Linked DNA regions of Mus musculus: region 2 is linked to region 1. A link is a contact called in public HiChIP or PLAC-seq data. All regions are on one chromosome and are shown on one strand. Each heading gives the region's core, a stretch centred on a gene start, on an enhancer-like site or on the middle of the called end of the contact. The rest is flanking DNA. Distances are from core to core; before and after follow the strand shown. Region 1 holds the start of Ccdc47 (coiled-coil domain containing 47). Region 2 holds the start of 1810010H24Rik (RIKEN cDNA 1810010H24 gene).

The links. HiChIP or PLAC-seq counts read pairs in DNA pulled down with a chosen protein or histone mark.
Region 2: a contact with region 1 is called in an H3K27ac HiChIP or PLAC-seq map of stem cell-derived neural progenitor cells, with 5 times the contacts expected there. The contact joins the promoter of 1810010H24Rik here to the promoter of Ccdc47 in region 1. A contact is called at or near these places in 2 of 39 promoter capture datasets (neural stem cells and pre-B cells), 3 of 115 datasets of contacts at active chromatin or transcription factors (bone marrow-derived macrophages, embryonic limb bud and stem cell-derived neural progenitor cells) and 2 of 9 other capture datasets (adipose tissue and liver).

What each region holds. Positions count from the first base shown.
Region 1 is chr11:106,212,813-106,218,618 of GRCm38.p6, forward strand. It overlaps Ccdc47 (coiled-coil domain containing 47), which reads right to left and starts at 3,555. Exons shown (of 13, transcript NM_026009.2): 1 at 3,337-3,555; 2 at 269-549. The coding sequence starts at 532. Ddx42 (DEAD box helicase 42) reads left to right here and starts at 4,114. Exons shown (of 18, transcript NM_028074.4): 1 at 4,114-4,344.
Region 2 is chr11:107,023,527-107,029,332 of GRCm38.p6, forward strand. 1810010H24Rik (RIKEN cDNA 1810010H24 gene) reads left to right here and starts at 2,343. Exons shown (of 4, transcript NM_001372502.1): 1 at 2,343-2,443; 2 at 4,284-4,742; 3 at 4,840-5,031. The coding sequence starts at 2,368.

The DNA.
Region 1 (5,806 bases), core at 2,305-4,804:
GGGTTTTTGTCTGAGAAAGCACTAATAGATTTTCCCATCCTCCTGAATTCCCCAATAAATCAACAGTGAACAACCCACTTCGTGGGGCTGGAGAGATAAATTAAGAGCACTTGCTGCTCTGGCAAAGGGCCTGGATTTGATTCCCAGAAACCACGTGGCTGCTCAGTTCCAAAGGATTCACAGGCACGGTGTGCACACAGCACACCTACAGTCAGGCAAAACACTCATACACATAAAAATAAATAAATCTTAAAAACAAAAGCCCCACCTGGGTATCTGCATCTTCGAAATCACCTTCTTGGCTTTCATCCTGCCCTTCCAACTCCACGGTGGCCTCGTCCTCGTCATCTTCAGTGCTGATCACTCGCTGAGGCGACTCCGTAACAGAATCTTCCATGACGTCCTCAAACTCAGCAAAATCATTATCATCATACTCTACTATGTCTTCCTCATCTTCGAAATCATCAAACTTGGCTTCCGAGACACTCCCAAACACCAAGAGGACCACACAGAAAGCATAGAAGGCTTTCATTGCACCTTAAAAACAAGCTGTGAGAAACAGTGTATGCTAAGTGAACGACCCTTGCACATGCGTGATTATTGTCTTTTGTAAATTGTTAAGTCATTTAAGAGCCAGGTAGGAGTTGTGGTACATGCTTGTGATCCCATTACTTGGGAGGTAGAAAGAGGATCAGAAGTCCAAGGCAAGGCCTGCCTACAGGCTGACCCTTACTTAGAAAAATAAAACAATCTCACAAATGCCTCCTGCTTTTCTCTTCCTCAATACTCATGGATTCTGAAAGCCCTACGTAAAGGAAACAATGAGCCGAAGCCAAGAGGTATGGGGTCTATCCAGATCCTATCAGTAAAAACAAGGATACACAATTGATTTCTTTTGGTTCAATTCTCTAAAATCTTTCTGTATATTATACATTCCATAGTTTTTTTTCCCCCCTCAAAAATATTTTTGAAGCCGGGCATAGCGGCACACGCCTTTAATCCCAACACTTGGGAGGCAGAGGCAGGTGGATTTCTGAGTCTGAGGTCAGCCTGGTCTACAGAGTGAGTTCCAGTACAGCCAGGGCTATACAGAAAAACCCTGTCTCAAAAAACCAAAAAAGTATTTTTGAGAGACTATTAAAACCTTTCTAGGGTCTGGAGAGATGGGTCAACAGTTAAGAGCACTGGTTGCTCTTCCAGAAGACCCAGGTTCAATTCCCAGCACCAACATGGCAGCTTACTACTGTCTGCAACTCCAGCTCTCGGGAATCCAACACCTTCACACAGTCATGCATACAGGCAAAACACCAAAGTGCATAAAATAAAAATAAATAAATTATTCTTAAAAATCCTTTATAAAAGAACTAAAGACTATAGAGAATAAGATACAATTATGGATATGTAAATAGTTACAAAATAATCCATAAATAAAAACCACGCAGACTGGAAAGAAGCCAGTGTAACTCTTGTCATTCTTGTGACATACATAAGGTTGGCTTCACCATCAGTACTAAAAGAGACAGCCATTTACCTACAGACCAACTGTAGATCTGTGTTTGGCCTGCAGACACGTTCTCCTGAACACACACTTGCTCAGATCACCGCAAGTGTGAACACTTAAGTACAGAAAGAAGATGCATCAGTCCAACTACCACGTTACTCCACGGGCTCAGACTGAAGGTACTGATTTTGTATGAAATCACAGAGTACAATGCAAAAATATTTCCAACCAACAAAAGCATTTATGCTACATTTTCAATTCTGCTCCCTAATCTAAACACCAGTCCTATATCTTTAATTATCTAAAAAACAAAACAAAAACAATAAACATCTGTTTTTAAGCATTGAAATTCAGCCTAAAGGATAGATGCGTGTAAGAGTTTTATTACTGATAGGGTATGTGTATTACGACTGATGATTAAACTAGAAGTTGTCTTCTGACCTCTCCATGCACAGCGATATAATACCTCCCCCTTTATATATGCCTGACCCAAATAAATAAATTAATGTAATTTTTAAAATGTTACAAAGGGAGGCTGGGGATGTAACTCAAGCTGTTGAGACTGTCTAAATTGATAGCAGGACCATATAAGATTGGGTGTGGCGGTTTACTCCTGTAATCCCAGCACTTGGGAGACTGAGGCCGAGAGTCCAAGGCCATCTTCTTCTACATAGTGAGTCCAGGCTTCAGGAGACCCCTGTCTCAAAAGCTCCAAGGGGCCGGTAGGGTGGGTGAGGTATCCCAGTACTCAGGAGTCAAATGCAGGCACATGTCCAAATTCAAGGCTAGCCAGGACTACATAGCGAGACCCTATACTTAAGGGGGTGGGGGTGGTGGCAGGTATAGTAGTTCCAGTGGCCTGCCCTGCCTTGTCCTACATAGTGATATTAGGCCAGCCTGCAAGAGTAAGAGGCACTGCCTCAAAGAACAAAGAGCGTCTGCTTTAGTGGCTCCCTGTCCAAGCAGAAGTAACTACATATCCCTGTCAATTTGACAGTCTGGCCATTTCAGTCTATACCAGGAGTGTTCACAACACAGAAGTGTTTCTAATGGAATTCATACAGGCTCCCTCAAGGTTATTTATGTTAAAATTATCCAAGCCATTTGTGCACTGGCTTTCTGATAAGACTCAGCTGGACCTGTCAACCCATTTCTCAGATGCACAGCTCTCTGCCAGGCCATCCAGCCTCTAGGACTTCTGAAGCAGAAAACACTAGACTCCAAGCCAGGCACAACATTAACACACCCATCTTGATTATCTTCCGCAAGCTCTCTCAGTAAAAAGGAGTATATGTAGCAATCATTGCTTGTCCTCCCAGGCCTCTGTGGCATCAGTCAAAATGATGAAATTTCTAGAAATGATGTAGACATTACTGTCACCTTACAAAGTAAAGTGTTGGTTACAAATAACTTGCATGTTAGAAACCTTCGGGTAAGGTCGACTCTAGAAGCGGTTGCTTCCGTGAAACTTCTAGTGTCTAGTCCTAGGTCCACCACGGAGAAGCCTAGTTCGATGCTCTTTTATTCTTCTGGCTACACACCAGATATTTTCTCAGATTTTGTCCTGTTGGTTGGGATCTACTCGAAACCTTCCCCCAAATCTTCCTAAAGCCCAACATAAAATGGAGCAGAAAAGGATGGACAGAGGTTTAGTCTTTTTTTTTTTCTTTTAATTCTGGAAAGATAAGTTGAGGGTATTGATGCATGTCACCACCGGCCGGACTTAAAGGGTTGGTTAGGAGGGAAACAGTACCTGGCTCTGCGGCCATGCAACTTAGTCACCGCTCGGCCTGGCACGGTCACACCGACTGGAATGTCATGGCCCCGCTACCTACCTGCACCCGAGGCTGCAACCGGGCCCGGGGCTCCTGAGGCCACTACCTCCAACCAGCCTGCCTTTGTCTGGTTTCTGTCTTCAGGTCGCAAAGATAATCTGCGGGCCGCGATGTCACTGAACAGCCCAGAACAGGTAGCTCAGTCACGGCACCCTACTCTTCACGTAGCTTCAGCCGTCCGTTACGTAGAATGCGTACAGCTAGTTTGCGCCTGCGCGCGGGGTGGGGGCGGGGCGCGGCCTTCAGGACATCCGCGCAAGGCGAGCTAGGGCTGCTGGGAAAATTACGTAACCCCCAGCGTCCCCTGGGCTACAAGTGCTCTAACTAGCGGAGGCTGCGTTTCTCCCGTAGGGTTCCGTCCGTCGGGTAGACGTCACTTTGATCGGATGCTCCGGAAGCTAAAGGTGGCCATAGTCTATGGGGCCATGTGGACAGAGGCATGAAGGGAAATGTTGCCCGAGTCGTGGGTTTTTTGTGTTGCTTTGGTTTTTGGCAAGGGACAAGAGCTAAGGGAAGGTGGACATTCTTATGTAAATGAAGTTTCCAATCAACACCTTATTACCTTGAGTTTTTCGGGCGGTTCCCCATCGCCGCGGCTCTCTTCATTGCAGACTCCCTCACTACACGACCCAGACACAATCCTCACCCAGGACCAGATTCCCGTCCGGGGTGTGTGACGTAGTTATGTTGCGTTCCGGAATCGGAAGAGCGGCATTAATTGGCGCCTTTCGGCAGCCGTAGCCCCAGCCCCACCCTTCGGCTCGCGCTCTACTTAGCGCGCATGTCAGACGCTCCCCCCACCCTACCCCCAGTCAGCAACGGGCCGTGAGGCGGCGGCGAAGGGGGCGGAGGAAGAGCGCGGCTGGACGCGGTCCCGCACCGCGCGTACGCAGGGCCGCGGGGGTTCTTTCGCGCCGACTGGAGTAGCAACTGCGTCTGCAGCCGCGGCAGCGGGTTTGGGTGAAGGGCTCGCCAGACGCAGTGCCGCTAGCCCGGGGGACACGAGAGGTAACTGGGGCCTGGCGAGGGCGGAGGAACCTCGGCCTCGTTTAACAAAGAATCGGCAGAGCCTGGGGACCCGGGTGGCTGCGGGGGTCCGGGCAGGGATGGGTACGCGATCTGGAGCCCCGAGGTGGCCCTCTGGAGCTACGTTGCCTTCCCACGGCTCTGCTCCTTGCACGTCTTAACGAGGCCCACTTGGCGGCTTTCCGGAGGCGGTGCTTGATGGGCTCCAGGAAGGGATTTTTCAGGGTGCTGGGCTCCGAAGCTGTGAGAGCCAGTGGAGGAGTATTGATCCTTGTAGGTAGCTGTTGGGGATTGCGGACCCACAAATGGAGGCGGGGAGGGTCTCGGTAGCGGAGGTTGACAGATTAGAAGGCTGTGATAGTCATTGATCTTTGTGAAACCTTGAGTAGATCATGATTAACATCATCACCATAGTTACAAACTTTTTGCGGCCTACTTGAGCCTACCTGATTTGAATAATATATATGGGTTGAAAACCTGTATCAGAATCGTAAGGAAAAAATTATACTAGTCAAGTTTGGAAGCATATATAAACTTTTCTGTCATCTTAGCTTTTTCCCTTTTCACCCCTACCCCTTTAGGCTGTGGTTTTGTGGCTTTCCTACTGTGTTGTTGTTGTTGTTACTATTTGCAAGTGTTATTTCTGTATTGTCTCCTACACATACCTGAACAGCTATTAAGCTGAACAATTATTAAGTAGAGTAGATATTATGTCTTTTTCTTTTTCTTTTTTTTCTTCCTTCGAGACAGGGTTTCTCTGTAGCCCTGGCTGTCCTGGAATTCACTCTATAGACCAGGCTGGCCTCGAACTCAGAGATCCACCTGCCTCTGCCTCCCAAGTGCTGGGATTAAAGGCGTGCATCACCACCCGTCGTGGGTGGTAGGTTATGTCTTAATTCGTTTAAACTTTGTAGAGTCCAATCCTGTTCTGACAGGTGGGAAGTGAACAGTAAGTCTGATATAAAAATTTATTCTTCCAGGGCGAAAATGTTATTTTACTTTACCTAGAAGGAGAATTGCAGTGATTCATTTAAAAATAAAATTGTTATTGCCTTGCCTCTGTGCCTGTTCTCTCTTGAATTGCTTAAGTGTTAAATCTATGACCACTGCACTCATGAGACTCTTTATATACATTTTTTGGACGTATTATTTTGTTTGTCTTTGTTTTTGTTTTTTCAAGACAGGGCTTTTCTGTATAGCTCTTGTTGTTCTGGAACTCACTCTGTAGACCAGGCTGGCCTGGAACTCAGAAATCTGCCTGCCTCTGCCTCCCAAGTGCTGGGATTAAAGGCATGCGCCACCACTGCCCGGCACGTTATTTCTTTATGTATGTTTATCATGCCCTCCTGTAGAGGTTAGAGGCCAACCTCTGGGAGTTGGTTTTCTCCTTCCACTATGTAGGTCCTCAGGATGGAATTCTGGTCAGGCGATTAATCTGTAGAAC
Region 2 (5,806 bases), core at 1,093-3,592, 810 kb after region 1:
TCCCAAGTTGGGAACCATTGAATTATGTACAGAGGCTGGTGTGGCTGGAGAGGCTATTTTTTTTCCTTTGCTTTTCTTCTTTTCTTTTCTTTTTTTTTTTTTTTTTTTTTTTTAGATTTATTTATTTATTATATGTAAGTACACTGTAGCTTTCTTCAGACACTCCAGAAGAGGGCGTCAGATCTTGTTACAGATGGTTGTGAGCCACCATGTGGTTGCTGGGATTTGAACTTCAGACCTTCGGAAGAGCAGTCGGGTGCTCTTACCCACTGAGCCATCTCACCAGCCCTCTTCTTTTCTTTTCTTATTGGATATTTTCTTTACTTACATTTCAGATGTTATCCCCTTTCCTGGTTTCCCTCCCTCCCAGAAACCCCCATCTCATCTTCCCTCCCCCTGCTTCTATGAGGCGTTCCTTCACCCACCCACACACTCACTCCCACCTCTCCACCCTCGATTCCCCTACACTCGGGTATCTATCGAACCTTCATAGGACCAAGGACCTCTCCTCCCAATGATGCATGACAGGGCCATTCTCTGCTACATATGCAGCTGGAGCCATGTGTACTTCTGTGTTGATGGCTTAGTCCATGGGAGTTCTGAGGGGGGGGGGTCTGGTCGGTTGATATTGTTGTTTAAAAATATTCATTTAAGTTTACATGGAAGTGTGTGTGTGTGCCTGCCTGTATGGGAGTGCAGTGCCTGTGAGCGGGAGCCTGAGATGGTCAGACGCATCGGGGCCCCTGGAAATGGAGCAAGGTTGTTTCGTGGCCATCTGGGAACTGAATGTAGTCCTGCAGAAGCAGTCACTGCTCTTAGCCCACGAGCCAGTTCTCCAGCTCTGGGTTTGTTTTTGTTTTTGTTTTTTTTAAAAACAGCCCTTGCTTCTTTGGAGACACCAGCTGTGACTATATACTGTGAATACTTTTGAGACAAGGCCCCCTGTGTCCCAGGCTGGCCTGAGATAGATCTCTGTGCGGCTGAGGATGTCCTTAAACCCATCTTCCTCACTCTGCCTCAGCGGGTTGGGGTTATAGGCTCCACCACTCCTCATGTATGAAGTGCAAGCAATCCAATCCGGCACTTCCTGCCTCTAAGGCAGGCATTTTACTGACTGAGTTACATCCCTCATGTTATTCTTCGGGCAGCTGAAGTTGAGCCAGTTGAGCCATAACTCCTACCTCAGAGAACAAACTGATGGGTCTGTGTACCTAGTCTGCCTCCTAGTCTCTTCAGAAGATGGAGACCTGCCTCTGTCTGCCTGAGTGTTCCCACTCTGTAGTTTCTGAGACCCCCAAGACTCTACTCAGTCCACCAGCACTCTAGCGTCAGGCCCCTGGATCAGTGACGCAGAACCCTGAGGCTTCCTCAGCAACTCTGTGTACCTCACACCAAGCCATTCGCGCCTTCGTGCATCTGTTTGGGTTTGAAGCTGTGGACCGAGAATTAGTCCCGAGGCTTCAGACCTGTTCTGGAGAAATGATACCCTAATCTCCCCACCCCCACCCCTTGACAAATGACGGTTTTATTTCATCTGAGTGGAAAAGCCTTTCCCTCAGGACCGATCGAGCTGTGATGCTGTGTCAGGAAGCTGAACATAAGCAGCAAAGGAGTTTGCTTTTCTTAGACACAATAAAAACTGCCTGTTCCCAAGCAGTGAGATGCCCCCAGCATTGGAAAGGTGGTTTGCCAATCTTTAGGCATTCAGTATACACTTGGTGAATGTGGCCAACTGAATACTAGTTATCAATGGATGGGTGGAGGGAGAAAAGAGGGAAGGAGAATGGGAAGGGGGCAGAGGAGAGGGCTGTCAAGAAAAAAAAAATTTGCTCACACCCCCCCCCCCGACCCCCCGGCCCGTTTCTGACTCTAGAATATCAAGATTGCATATACAGTCAAACAGCTTTGCCAAACTTGGTTTGTCAGGCAATTGCCTCACAGGTCCTGGAATGCGTTTTTTTGTCATCCGGAGTCCCCTCCCCTCAACAAGCTCAAGCTATTCTAAGCGCTAATTTATTTGTTGTTGATTTCATCACTCGCGTTCCTTCAGCCCCCTCAAAACCCTCACTCTCCCCTAGCCTGTCACCTCACCCCAAGCACACCACCCACCCGGAGCAAGAGCTCAAGGCCGTGCTGTTCTCCTGGCCCACAGAGCCCAGTCCGGACCACACATCCGACCCCCCTCGGAAAGAGGGAGAGATCCCCGCCGCTCCGTTTTGTTTCAATGGTCTGTGCAGCCAGCTATGCTCGTTTCCCCAAAGGCTGCCCCTCATTAGCATGAACGGGGGTGGGGGTGTGTGTGGGGGGAGAGGAAGCGAGCCAAAGCCCTCGCTGCGTTTTCCAGCCTGGGGAACCCTGTCTACAAAAATGACAGCTCGAGCCCTCTGGCTTCTCTGTTTGATCGTCGGATGGTCCCCCGAAGCCCCGGTGGCGGAGAGAAAAGGTGAGGTCGCTAAAATGCAGCGCCCCAGGGATTGGGAAAGGGGCGAGACGCAGGGCGGGACGAGCCAAGGGTCAGAGCCTGCGGGACAGGCGACTCCGGGTCTGCGTGCGTGCCAGAAAGCAGCGACAAGGGTCTCCCAATATTTCATGTCCCTTGGCAGCCTTTTCAGAAGGAAAGACGGGTTCAGCTGCTGAAATGATCTCGTGCGAGCCAGGCAAGCTGGAGAAAACTTTGCATGTTAAATAGCTGCATCCGGAGGAGGGAAAGTGTCAAAAGGGGTCGCGGCGCGCTGTGGACAGGCTCCCAGGCTTGGGATGGTGACACAGGCCAGCAATGGTGCGACAACTCTGGGCATTCTACTCCTCTCTCGCAGCTCTGGTATAGCCTCTGGTATACCTGAACCTTGATAACACTCTCTCTCTCTCTCTCTCTCTCTCTCTCTCTCACACACACACACACACACACACACACACAAATCAGGCAGTCTTGGCCAGGTGGTGTTTTTGTTTTGCTATTGTTAGGATATTTTGCTCATCTTACTGTCTCTGGGAATAATAGCTTCCACACCTAACTGGGCAATTTATTTTAGGTCATTTTATTGTTGTTGTTCCACACGGAAATTGAACGACTTCATTGGCATTTAACTCCACATTAGACCATCTTTTCCATGACAACAGATGGTGGTCTAGAGGGGAAGCAGCTGAGGTCAACAGTTGACAGGAGTTGGATAGCCACCAGAACTTTATCTATCGGCTATGCATGGTGTGCAGGTTTAACATAGGGAGGGAGTCAGATCCAATGGCTTTGCAAAAACACAAACTGTGTAACTAACCATTCCTGCTGGGAGAAAGCTGATTTTTTAAGATTATTCATTTGGCAAGATGCATCATTATAAAGGAAGTGCTGTCAAGGCTGCAAGGGGCACAACAAGCTCTTTAATGCAAACGAGGGAAAGTAGGTTGTGGGGCTGTGCTTGGCTGAAGGAGCACTGGGAGGTGGTGAGATTGCATCCCTGGACATGCAAAGTTGCCCAGACTTGAAGCTGTGCTCCAACCTGTATGCAGAGCTGAAGAAAATCATTAATAAAATTTAAAAAGGTGTATTGATATTCGGGAGATTTCCTAATGGGGAGGGGTAATGCTTTTATAATTACTCAGGGGCCTCTGCCTCCCAGCCAAGCTTTAAAAACCCCTTCTAAGCTGTTGTTTACTACTAAGTGGTGTCCAAGAAGCCAGATAAAAAAATCCACTCACAAATTCTTGATGCTGCCTTGCCGAGATGACAGTGTAAACACGGATGGGAAAACCAAATAGTTCTGTCGTCAGGGGCGCTTAAACAATTAGGAGAAACCTGTAACTCGAGACGTTTCCCCTCGGGACTTGCTATTGGTACTTTCTCAACAAACTCTCTCTCTCTCTCTCTCTCTCTCTCTCTCTCTCTCTCTCTCTCTCTCTCTCTCTCTCTCTCTCTCCCTCTCTCTCTCTCTCTCTCTGTGTGTGTGTGTGTGTGTGCGCGCGCGCGCGTAGGGTATAGGTGTTTAACCAATGCCACCTGAACTGTTTGGCTCTAGAATAAATAGAAGACCGTACTTTGAAAAGCTATAGTTAAAGTTTCTTAACAATATAATGTCCTCTTAGTACTAATGTTGGATTTACTTGTTTATTCTTAGGATAGTTTGACTCCGTAGTCTAGGCTTCCTCGAACTCGCAGCCAGCCTCCTGCCGAAGCCTGGTGCTACAGGCAATGGTCCTTTCGTGTAGAGCTACAGCAGGTGCTCGCTCCGACGCCCCTCTGCTCCCCTCGCGCCTCCCCTGGGCTCACGCCTCGCTTTCTCCCGCAGCCCCGCCGCCGCACCGAAAGCCCGACTCCCGGGAGACTCCAGGGCCACGCGCGCAGCCGCTGCCCGAGTTCTCGCGCCGCCCGCGTGCCGCCTACGCAGGACCGCGCGCCTGGCCCGACCCCCGGCGCCGGAAGACCGCGCCGCCCGCCGACAACCGCGCCGGCTTCCGGGATGCAGTGCACGCGCCCGCGGCGCTTCCGGGCCCGCGCCTCGCGCAGGCGGAGAACCGCGCGTCCCCGCCCGAGGACTCTCCGCGGCGCGCGCTCTCTCGGGCCGTGCGACCTCCGGGCGCGCGCGCCGCCAGCCCCGCCCACCCGAACCGGCCGCGCGCAGCAGCGCAGCCCTCTGGGACCCCGCAGGCGCTGTCGCCGGAGGACAGGGAGCCAGAGACTCAGTCCTGCGCGCGCGCCTGCAGCGCGGACGCGGACGAGTGGGAGGCCTATTGCGCCAGCGAATTCGGTGAGCGCGCTGCACCCTCCCGGGAACCCGCGCGCCCGTCCCCGTCCCGGAGCTAGTTGTAATGCTTTTTCCTCCAAACCCTGTTTTTCCAAAGCAGCGGTGAATGGAATCGTGCACGACGTGGACGTGTTGGGCGCGGGCATGCGCCTGGTGACTCTTCTGGTGGACCCCGACGGGCTGTACAAGATGAGCCGCCTGTACATCACTCCCGACGGCTTTTTCTTCCGCGTGCATATACTAGCCCTGGACTCCTCCAGTTGCCATAAGCCGTGTCCAGAATTTAAACCCGGTATCGAAATCCCGTCCCCCGAAAAGGCCATTCATCGTGTCCTTTATAATGCTACTGGGGACCTGAGTGCTGCAGCCCAGCTTCTGTTGGTCACCCCAGCACCCAACTCCCTTTTCAAAGACCAGGCGTTGAGCAGGGCCTCACATACGCCAGGCAAGCATGTCATAAGTTACACTCCCAGAATTTGTCTTTTTCAGACAGGCTCTTGATAGAAAGCCTGGCCTCGAAATTCCGGTAATCCTCTTCCTTCAGCCTTAACATATGCTGGGTTACTGGTGGAGCTCAACCCCAGCTCCTTCGTGACCAAACAGTAACTACTGTTTAACCAATAGAGTTTAGATGACAGCTGTACCTTTTCAGCTCCCTCAAGGTGAGAACATTGGTTGGCACAGAACAGGCCAGCGGTGATGGTGCAACTCCAGCATCCAGGAGCAATTTGGAAACATGAAGGGTCAGAAGTTCAAGGTCATCTCCCCCAAAGCCAGCTTTGGCTAAAACAAGACAAATCCCCAAACACCGATATGTTGATACCTAGGTTGACACTTCTTTGTTTCTTTGTTTTGTTTTTTTCTTTTCTTTTTTTGTTTTTTTTTCGAGACAGGGTTTCTCTGTGTAGCCCTGGCTGTCTTGGAACTCACTCTAGACCAGGCTGGCCTCGAACTCAGAAATCCACCTGCCTCTGTCTCCCAAGTGCTGGGATTAAAGGCGTGTGCCACCACCGCCTGGCCGACACTACTTTCAAAAGGAATGCCTAGGGGCTTCTACTGTCCAGCAC